2 separate regions of the Mus musculus genome follow, and region 1 is linked to region 2. The links are chromatin contacts, called in public promoter capture Hi-C maps. All regions are on one chromosome and are shown on one strand. The core of a region is the stretch at or near the end of the contact, and the rest is flanking DNA. Distances in the headings are between cores, read along the strand shown.

Region 1 (5,662 bases), core at 3,014-5,513, 3.8 Mb after region 2:
TATCTCTTCTCCCTTACCCAAGATTGAAGGGACAGCGCATCATGGGAAAGCCATCCCAGCTCCCTGTGTTCTGATCATGGCCCAGGATTTCACAAAAGGACAAGTGTCTTGAGTTAGCACTTCCCCGACCATCCTGCATTATCACTATGTCACTGTCAGAGTTCACACTGAACACAAACAAAAAGGTTCAGGTAATTTTTTTTCCTGAACATGTTTTCTGGAATGTTCTAAGGGACTCTAAGTAAAAGAATTGATAAGACATTTAAAAGCTAAATGTATCACCTGCTAACATGGATATAGCATACATGCATATATAAATATGTAGGTGTGTATGTATATGTGTATATATATACACACACACATATGCGTGTGTGAGGGGGGACTGGGAGGGAGAGGGCTGTGATTGCCGAGAACTTACCTCAGATCCTCTGCAAGAGCAGTACATGCTCTTACAGATCCATGATATATAGTATCTTCTCTTCTCTGTGAGAATTGTTCATCTGCGGGTTGAAATGTCTCAGGCAGTATATTACATGACTGAGACCACGTATCAGAAAAGGAGGAAACTTGAGGCATAGGAAATACACTAGATAAGGCTTTGTGTTCTGAACCAACAAAATGAGGAACTTGGAAAGGGAACGATACTAGATACCATGTCATTGTACCTCCATGAAGAACTCAATGAGAAATTTTGGGGTAATAAGAATGTGATTAGGAGGGCTGGAGAGATGGCTCAGTGGTTAAGAGCACCGGCTTCTCCTTCAGAGGTCATGAGTTCAATTCCCAGCATCCACATGGTGACTCACAGCCATCTGTAATGGGATCCAAAGCCCTCTTCTGATATGTCTGAGGACAGCTACAGTGTACTCATATGCATAAAATAAATAAATCTTTTTTAAAAAAATAATGTGATTAGGAACATAAAAACCACTGCTTTGCATGGAATCTATATGCCAGCCATTTTGTCTGGGCTGATCTATGGCTTCTGCAGAACCAAAAGTAAATCTGTCTCAATTTTACTACTTTGACTCTCCAGTACTCCTTTTAAAATATTTATTTTCTCTCTCCACCCCCCTCTGTGTGGTGTGGTGTGGTGTGGTGTCATGTGGTGTGGTGTGGTGTGGTGTGGTGTGGTGTGGTGTGGTATGGTGTGGTGTGTGTGGTGTGGTGTGGTGTGGTGTGGTGTGGTGTCATGTGGTGTGGTGTGGTGTGGTGTGGTGTGTGTGTGGTGTGTGTGTGTGTGTGGTGTGGTGTGGTGTGTGTGTGGTGTGGTGTGGTGTGGTGTGGTGTGTGTGTGGTGTGGTGTGGTGTGGTGTGGGTGTGGTGTGGTGTGGTGTGGTGTGTGTGGTGTGGTGTGGTGTGGTCAGTGTTCATGAAACTGAAGTCAGTGCTAGAAATGGGGATTATCCCTAATGTCTGAACAGACAGACTTCAATTACACCTAGTTGTCCAGGGTAACCGAGACTGGATGTGCTATGAGGGCAGGGGCCCAGCAAAGGCAGAACACTGGTTTCTGGGATTTAAACAAAAAGTTTCTACCCCGTGAAGAATGTTGAGAGACAAACTGTAAATTCAAGGGGCCCTGCTGGAACTGGTGCTTAACAAAGGATGGCAACTTCAGCTGGAGTTCCCTCCTGTTCAGGGCCCAAGTGGGGGTAGGGTGTGTGTGAAAACACTTGACCAGGCCCCAAGAGGGATCCACAATAGCAAATCTCTTAGGAAATCTGTGAAGTTGTATAGACTCTTTCTCTGTGAAACTCCAAATGGCAAATGGCCCACTCTTGAAGCTGAAGTTGCCAGCAAGGATGACAACACAAATGGAGAGTGACCAAGGTGCCACCAAGCCCCTTCCAGGTATAAAAATAGACCTGGAACCTGATGAAAAAATTAGGCTTTTGGGAAATAGTGGGAATTCCCAGAGCTCCTAGGTTCTGAAACTCAATTCTGAGGCCTCCCTTCATCCTAGCATTTGTAGTTGCCAAGAGCCTCACTCCACCAGTCTACTGAAGATCATAGGTTCGTCCACGGGCTGACGACAATAGGAAGAGTAACCTGTGAGCAAGGCAATTTTACAAAGAGCTTGACGGCTTCCTGTTCATTAGGGTTACATCACCGAGATCAACTGGAGGGAAGGCCAGAGACATAGGACTGTCAAATGTCACTGCAATGCTGACAAAATCATAGGAATAAATGACTCTGAAGAAGAGATCCATTTGATAAAGGTGTAGAAGTATAAGAAGTCTCAGATGGATTCAATGATCCTACTCCAGCCCCAAAGGAGTTTGTAACCAAGTACCACCCCTGTCTTTGTAACCACAAACCCTGTCCCCACCTGTTCAGACGAAGCCAGTGTCCCCGTGATTCCTCCCAAGCTCTGTGCTAGGAGGTTTAGTGTCAGTCTGACACAAGTTGAAAGTCTTTTGGGAAGAGGGAACCTCAACTGAGAAAATGTCCCCACCAGATTGGTCTGTGGTACATCTTCTTGATTGATGACTAATGTGGCAGTGCCACCCGTGGGCTGTTGATCCTGGGTGCTATAGAAAAACAAGCTGAGCAAGCCATGGGAGTAAACTAGTAAGCAGCATTCCTCCATGGCTTCTGCTTCAGAACCTTCCTTGATATCCTTTAGTGATGTGGATACATAAGCATAATAAACCCTTTCCTCTCCAAATTTCTTTCAGTTATGGTGTTCATCGAAGCAATAGAAACCCTAAGATACCCTCATGCTGAAATAGGTGCTCCATTTCTGAAACCTTCTATTTAAAAGCACCATTTTTAGAAAATGCCCAATCACACTTCTGATTACACGTGTGAGAAACATGAGAATGCCGTTTTGAGAACAATGAGCTCCAAAACTTAAGTTTCTGAGGCCACCATAGAGTAAGGAGCTGGTCACTAATGAAAAGCACCAACAGCCAACAAGCTTCTGAAAACAGGAAATATCATTTTTTGCTTGATCTCTGCAGGCCATCGTCCTGGGCTGTCACAGCACTGGCCACTTCACTCTAGAAACTGTGTATACCCTAAACCAAGAAATATTTAAGAAGATTAAAATGAAGGCCAGAAGAACCTGATACTCTGTTATTCTTGCAGAGAGGAGCCTAGCATAACTGTCCTCTTAAGAGGCTCTACCCAGCAGCTGACTGAAACAGATACAGAGACCCACAGCTAAACATTAGACAGAGCTTGGGGAGTCTTATAGAAAAGTTGGAGCAAGAATTGAGATCTGGGGGGGACAGGAGTCCACAAGACCAACAGAGTCAACTAACCTGGGCCCTTGGGGGTCTCCCAAAGACTAAACCACCAACCAAAGAGCATACATGGACTGGACCTACACCCCACCCCAACACATATATAGCAGATGTGCAGCTTGGTCTTCATTCAAGTTCCCCAACAAATGGACCCGGGTCTGTCCCAGTGTTGCCTACCTGTGGATCCCGTTCCCCTAACTAGGCTGCCTTGTCTGGCCTCAGTGGGAGAGAATGTGGCCAGTCCTGCAGTGACTTGATGTGCCAGGGGTGGGTTGGTACCCAGTGGAGCCTCCCCTTCTCAGAGAAGGGGAGAGGGAGTAGGGAAGAGAGTAGGGGCTGGCATCAGGACGTAAAGTGAACAATTAATGGACTCCGATGGTTTATCTGAGTGGCCTACCCCCTTCTGAGATGAGAAGGGGAGAGGGGACAGGGGAGAGGATAAGAGGAGAGTAGGGGCTGACATCGGGATGTAAAGTGAATAAATAAATTTAAGAACCCAGATGGTTTTATCTGAATGAGTAATGGGAAGTCCGGGAAAAAGATCTTCTTGAGATATAACCTACCTTTGCATGTTAGCCAGGATTAAGATTTATATTACCGCAAAGGAACTTATTCTTCTGACAAAAGGGGCAAGTGACCTGTAAAAACTCTTTTTGACCTTTTCTGGCCATCTTGAACTGCATGTTATCAACACAGTAACCTCACACCCGAGAAATCGGTATTTGAGTTTCCTGAGTCTCCTCCGTGTTTTCTTAACTTTTGGACGCTCCCCTAGACTTTGAAGAGCCAGGATCAGGGTCGTCCCCGCCATCATCCTGGGGCGCCGCCGTAAGGCTGCACAGGGCCTTAAGAAGAGCAACGCAAAGAAAAAATTTCCAAGAACCGGGTGCCGCCAAGGTTGGTGGCGGACCTGGGCTCCCACAGGCATGCCGGGAGTACGGCGCAAGAGGCTGACGTCACGCGCGCGCGCCGGTCGTGCGGTCGTCGTGAGGTTGCGAGTGCGTGGCGGAGCGTCTGGCTCCCAGAGGGCCGTGCGCGTCCACTTCCGCCAGCTGCTCGGTTCCCGGAAGCGGTGGCCGGCAAATCCGGCCAATCCCCCAGCGCCGGGTGTGGGTTATCGGGAGCATGCGGGGCGGCCGGCGGCCCGCGCGAGGCGCGTTGGTTTCCCCGCGGCGGTGGCGGTGGCGCGCAGCGGCTCTCCCGTGAGCGGCGGGCGGCGGCGGCGCTCGGCCCGCAGGTTGCGGCGCCATGTGGAGCGGCCGCAGCTCTTTTACCAGCTTGGTGGTGGGCGTGTTCCTGGTGTACGTGGTGCATACCTGCTGGGTCATGTACGGTATCGTCTATACCCGTCCGTGCTCGGGTGACTCCAACTGCATCCAGCCCTATCTGGCCCTGCGGCCCAAACTGCAGGTGAGCGTCCGGGAGCCCTAAGAAGGCGCCTCCCGGCCGGGTGCTACCACCCACCCCCTACTGGCACTGGTCAGAGGGTTTCGGGCTACCAGTTTTGCCCCTTATCACTGATGTCACTGTCCAATGTTCTGGTTAGGTGGCAGTGAGAGCTGGAGTTGAGACTTCTCTGTTCTCTGCTGCTCTCTTGTTACCCCTTGGTGCTCTGCCCTACCCCGATTATAACTGAGATCCAGTTGCCCTACACGTGTTTCCTAACGGGACCCCAGTGGAAGTTAACAGGAGATCTCCAGCCATATGGGAGTCAGGCTGCTAGCTCTGCCCTCTTATCACCTGTGTCACTTCCTGCTTCTAGTGGGAATTCCGGACAGGTCAGCTCTACAGTTAGGTTCCTTGTTCACAGCAGTGTCACACAGGCCATCTTGCCCAAGCTCACCCTCTGAGAGGTAGCCCTCAGATTGCTACCCTCTCACAATAGTTACATGTTTTCTATCAGGACCTTTTGGCTATTCATTCTTGCTCACTCTTTCCAGCTGAGTGTTTACACCACCACACGGTCCAGCCTTGGTGCAGAGAACAATGTGGACCTGATCTTGAACGTGGAAGACTTTGATGTGGATTCCAAATTTGAAAGGTGTGGATGTGGGACAGATTGCCAGAGATGGGTTCCAGGATGTCATGGATAGCATTGTATGTAGAGTGAGGACATCCTATAGAAGCACTCCTGTCTAGGGTCTGTGTAAACAGTCAAGCTGAAAGTAACAGGTGTTTGTCACTTAGCAAGTAGCTTTTACTGCAATCTAAGGGCAGCGTGGTTTACTACAGCCCATGTAGTCTCCCAAGGAATGATACATTGGCCTACCTAGTAAGAGTAGTTAGTTCACTTGTTACTTACAAGTAAGTGACCTTTGGCATTAGAATATAAATCTCAATGCTCAGCTATATACAGTAACTTTTGGGAATTAACATGGCTTAGCATTTGACATATGATTTTAACGTGCAAA
Region 2 (5,730 bases), core at 1,596-4,095:
TATTGTCACATGTAAGTTGAGTCATCATGCTTCAAGGGACAGTGTACCACGTTATAAAACATATGTGTTTGCAGCTGTTCTTAGGCTAGTTACAACATGTCAGGTGGAATTATGACCTTGTTATTGTTTTCCTTTGTAAATTAAGCATGACATAAGGAGTTGATATTATGTGTGAAGTTGACAAGGACTGAACTTGGGATGGCTAATCTTGGTTGTCAATTGGACTGCCTTTGAAGTAAACTAAAACCGAAGATGCTGGGCACCCACTTAGAGATTATCTGTCTTACCCTCTCTCTTCCTTTGTGAGATAAGGTTTCACTGTGTAGTCCTGGATGTTCTGAAACTCTCCATGATCTTGCTTGGTCTCAAACTCACAGAGATCTGACTTCCTCTGCCTCCCACACACTGGGATCATGGGTGTATGTTACCATACCCAGAGATACTAATCAGATTTTGAAAGCACCCTAAATCTGGGTGTAGTGGCTATTCCTGGTTGTCAACTTGACTATATTTGGAATGAACTACAATCCAGAATTGGAAGGCTCACCAGTGACCCTTATCCGAAGGCTGGGAGATAGAAGTTTCTGATCTGGATCTTGGTATGGAGATCTTGAGGCATAGTGGCTATGGATTCCAGAAGATTAAATCTCCGAGTTCAAGGTCATCTGGGATTAAAGGTGTGGTGGAACACACCTTTAATCTGGGCTACATCTTCTGCTGGAGACAATATAAGGACATTGGAAGAAGGGAGTCTCACTCTTGCTCCCTTGCGTGCTTGCCGCGTGGGACTGAGTAACTGCTAGATCCTTGGACTTCCATTCACAGCTGCTACTGACCATTGTTGGGAGTTGGACTGCAGACTGTAACTCATCAATAAATTCCTTTACTATATAGAGACTATCCATAAGTTCTGTGACTCTAGAGAACTCTAACTAATACACTGGGTCACACCTACTAACAGCTTATAAGACATGGAAGAAAAATTTTGCCTGCTTGCCTTCACTCTCTCTGGCAAGTTCATCTCTCCTGTTGCCGGAGCCCATACTAAATCCAATGACCTTCAGATCCCAATGAAGACCATACCCTGATAGCTCTCCAGGAATCTCCCAGGAGTCCAGCAACAGATTGGGGGCGCAGAAACATGCAGCTCCGCGGAATGAACAGCAACTGGATTCTCAGTTTTTCCACCATGAATCAGCCATTGCTATATCACCCCTGACACACCCTGTCAGACACTCTAACACCACATATATAAAACTAAATATACATGCATTCAACATATCAGTTCTGGGCATTTGGAGAGCTGGGATGGCTAGTCTTGGTGGTCAACTTGACTACATATGGAATGAACAGGAATCCAGAAATAGAGGGTGTGTCTGTTAGGGACGTTTTTGCTTGGTTTGAAGTGGGTGGATCCATTTCTGCTCTGAACCTTTAAGATAAAAAGACATACACCTTTGATCTGGATAGTGAGGTGGGGAGGTGCAACTTTAATCTGGGCCACACCTTCTGCTGGAAGCCTATATAAGGACATGGAAGAAGGAAGCTTTTGTTCTTTGCCTGCTTGCCCTTGCCTTGCTAGCACATCCATTCCTTCACTGACATTAAAGTCTGATTCTTTGGGATTCCAGTGTATACTGAAGACCAGCAAAGACCAGCTGAGACATCCAGTGTCACGGACTGAACTGAGCAACTACTGGATTCTTGGACTCTCTGTTCACTGCCATCCACCATTGGAATAGCTGGACGGCAGCCTATAAGTTATTCTAATAAATTCATATTACGTGTGCGCTCTCTCTCTCTCTCTCTCTCTCTCTCTCTCTCTCTCTAAGTTCTGTTAGTCTAACACAGAGAACCTGTATACATCCCTTGGCATCCCCATTCTCCCTATTTGTCTCTCTCACTTGTCCCCTTGTCTCTCCTTTCATGAAGGTTGAAAGACTTACTTATATTTCTTCTTTTTGTCCTTCAGGACTGGTTTTCATATCAAATTCACCACCCCTTTTAATTGAATTGTGAAATGTTCCTTTTCTAGCACTTAAAAGTGTCTGCAGAAGTTTGAAATAATTTGTTCTTTAATGTTTGATTAATTTAAAAAGTGAGTTGAAAAGTACCTAGGGCTTAGGTATTTCCTTCTTTCCTTCCTCCCTCCCTCCCTCCCTCCCTTTTTTCCTTCTCTCTTTCCTTCTTTCTTTTCTTTTTGAAAGTGATTGTTGTCTCCTGGCCAGTTTTAAAAAGCATGGCTCTATTTTGACTTTCCCACTTAAATACATTTTCTTATTATGTATTGTGTGTCTGTGTATGCCGTGTGTGGGCATACCTGTGACACAGTACCTGTCTGGAGGTCAGAGGGCAGCTTATAGAATTCTGTTCTCTCCTCCTGCCATGTAGGATTCTGGAGACCAAACTCAGGTTGTCGGGGTTAGCAGCAAGCGTCTTCACCCACTGAACCATTTCACTGGGCCCAGATAATTATCTTTTAAAGAAAATTGCTTACATCTCGCAAGCTTTCCAGATTATGAACATACAAGGTCCACTGTATCTAAATTCTTGTCCTTCAATCTAGCTTTCTTTACTTCCCTGATGAGACTTGTTTTTTCTTTACTGAGAAAAGCTAGGTACCAGCTAAGAGTTTTCATTTTTGCCCCTTTACACATGCCTTTGCTGTGTTTTCCAGGTTAACATTTCCCACACACACAGTTCAGAAGCTTCCAAGCGGGTTTTCCCTTCAAAGGCTTACCCCGTCTCTTGCCCCGCCCATAGCGCCCGGGCCCCGCCCCCAGGAGGCCCCGCCCCCGAGGAAACGGATGTGGGCTTCCGGAAGCCGGAAGCGGGCGAGCACTGTGGACCCGGAGTCGCTCGGAGCTGAGGCTAAGAGGCGGGCGGAGCCGGCGATGGCGGAGAAGTTTGACCATCTGGAGGAGCACCTGGAGAAGTTCGTGGAGAACATTCGGCAGCTCGGCATCATCGTCAGCGACTTCCAGCCCAGCAGCCAGGCGGGGCTGAGCCAGAAGCTGTGAGTGACGGCCCGGCAGGGCTCGGCGCGTCTGTGCGAAGCCCCTGCCCGCCGGCCTTGGGGACCCCACTGGGGCTCTAACGTTCATCCCGGGTCCCCGAGGGGAGGCCGGTTCTATCCTGACCGGACCTCACAGGGGAGGCGAGTTCCGTCCTGACCGGGGCGGACGGGCTCCATCCTGACCCCACTGGAGGCCGGTTCCACCCTGACTCCACTGGGAAGGAGGATCTGACCGCACAGGAGAGGAGGCTCAGTCATGACCCCGCTGGGATAGAGGTAGCTCTAGGTCCATCCTGGCCGGACGTGGAAGGCCGGTTCCACCCTGACCCCATAGGGGAGGAGGATCCCTCCTGACCCCACAGGGGAGGCTGGCACCACTCTGACCCTACAGGACAGTCTGGGACTACCCTGATGCCGTAAGGGGAGGTAGGCACCACGGACACTCCACCCCACCCCACCGCACTGGGGAGGTTGACTTCACACCTCAGGGGGGCCCTGAGCCACCTGCTGCATAGGCCTCGCTGTGGAAGAAGGCCACCACAGAGGGTTGATTTCTTGACAGTATCTTGTGTAGGCCTTGGAATGGCCTACAGGGAAACAACACAGTGTTCAGGAGAAGGCCTCACCGCTTATATATGGGACACTTTCCAGGGATCTGGAGTGGTTCTGGAGGGAGCCGAGGTTCAACCCACTAGGGATGGGCTTTTTCCTTGCTGACTGTGGGTACTGCACTTAAACTGGAGCCCACTTCTCCACGCTGTCTACCCTGAAACTCCATTCAGTGACATGCACTCCAGAAAGCTCTGCTCTCTCTTCACCTCCTTTCTGAGTTTAGAAGGGAAAAATTAAGCATCTGAACATATTTTGTAAGTCCAAAGGTGTCCCCAGAATCCCGTGGCAATTAAGGGTTCAGGTGTGTGCAGCATTAGGGAGGAAGAAGCCTGTTAAGGTAGCTAGCGCCAGTCTCCCGACTTCCCTCTGATCCCAGCCACTGAGCTGCCTTGGTGCTGGTGCTCCTGGGTTAGGAAGGTAACATGAAGGTACAGGCAGAGCAGACAGGTAGTCAGGTTCATCTGGGAGAAGGAAGCCAGCATAGCCCTAGCTGAGACACGGCCAGTCCTGCCTCTAGTGTCTGGACCTGGAAGCCGCCTCTCTGTGTTCCCACCCAGGGGAGACCCTTTTCTGGAATGAGAGACTGCCCAAGAAACCATCTCTACCCACAGTTCAGTCTCTTAAAGCTGGGTACAGGATTGTGTCTCACTTGGGATGTTTACTAAGGTATAGAGTTGTGGTCTTGCCCCTCAAGGAGGGCTTTGTGGGATGGGAACAAGCTGGCGCATTGCCTAGACCAGAGCCTGCTGTGACTGGCCTTGTTCTCTTATCCAGTTCCCGTGGCTATCTCATACCCAGCTGCCACCTCAGTTATCTGCCCCGGTGTCCTTGACCTTGGCCGTTTTAACCCTCAGGAATTGAAGCACAGTGGCCAGTGCCGTGTAGGGGTGTGCTGTGCTGTCCTCTGAACTAACCACGTACCCCACTCTGCCTTTTTCCCAGAAACTTTATTGTTACGGGCTTACAGGACATAGATAAATGCAGACAGCAGCTGCACGATATCACGGTGCCTCTGGAAGTTTTTGAGTAAGTATCACTGGGTCTCTCTGATTCTTGGTTAGCTGTGAGTGCCAGTGAGAGGGAGGGAGGCGAGGCCCAGGTGCCACAGGCAGGACCACCAGTCTTCTAGGGTTGTAGTAGGCTAATGGGGTTAAAAAAGGATAACTCTCTCTCCAGTGTTGTGTTGTTGAGAATAGTGTCACATGAAAATATAAAAACATGCTTCCGAGTTCAGTGGAGAAAGGCCTTCAGGCCACAGGAAAACCTCATAATTCTTAAGAGCTATACCTGGGTGTGATGGCATAAGCCTTTGATCTCAGCACTTGGGAGGCAGAGGCAGATGGATCTCTGACTTGGAGATAAGTTTGGCCTATAGAGAGTTCCAGGACAGCCCAGGCTAGACAGAGAAACCGTCTTGAAAAGCAACAAGAGGTGTGTGTGAAGTGTATTGTCTGTCTGTCTGTCTGCCTGCCTATCTATCTATCTATCTATCTATCTATCTATCTATCTATCTATCTATCTATCTATAGATATAAATATAGATATAGACACACACAAACGTGGAAAAATATTGTAGTCTGATCTTTGAGAAGCTTCCCGTGGTAAGCTGAGCCTGGAAGGTGGTCCGTCTTGTGTTGGAGGAAGATCTCAGTCCAGGTGGCTGTGGGGAGGCATCTTTCTACCAGAGTCTGTCACAGCAGAAGCTCAGAGGAAAGTGTTCTGCAAAATCCAAGGAGCTGGTGCCTTTAGCTTGTTCCCAAACAGGCCTTGATCGTATCATGGGAGAAATTTCCATGTTCCCACAACCTTGCTCTTGCACACTTGGAGAGCACGTGGACTTTCCAGAGCCAGGGTAATGTAAGCTCTTAGCAATTCAGCCCAGTGTTTTGCTCTGTGCAGCCACAGAGGTCACAGTCAACTTTTGAGCCTTAAACACCACAGCCTCCCTTGTGTTGAGGAGCCACCCGTTAACTTAACACACATGAATGATAAGCTTTTCGTGCTCTGTTGTTGCTTGGATTGCACTTACTTAAAAGTAATCAGATGCTGCTTTCATTACATTATTACAGAAATATCAAAATGAAATGGGATTCCTACAAATT

What was found. Promoter capture Hi-C pulls out the DNA fragments that hold promoters and counts their contacts.
Region 1: a promoter capture Hi-C map of pre-B cells shows a contact between it and region 2, with 5 times the contacts expected there. The contact joins the promoter of Clptm1l here to the promoter of Med10 in region 2. A contact is called at or near these places in 2 of 39 promoter capture datasets (cranial neural crest and pre-B cells).

Annotation. Positions count from the first base shown.
Region 1 is chr13:73,599,739-73,605,400 of GRCm38.p6, forward strand. Clptm1l (CLPTM1-like) reads left to right here and starts at 4,264. Exons shown (of 17, transcript NM_146047.2): 1 at 4,264-4,661; 2 at 5,192-5,292. The coding sequence starts at 4,500.
Region 2 is chr13:69,807,037-69,812,766 of GRCm38.p6, forward strand. It overlaps Med10 (mediator complex subunit 10), which reads left to right and starts at 2,846. Exons shown (of 4, transcript NM_138596.2): 1 at 2,846-3,016; 2 at 4,571-4,654. The coding sequence starts at 2,895.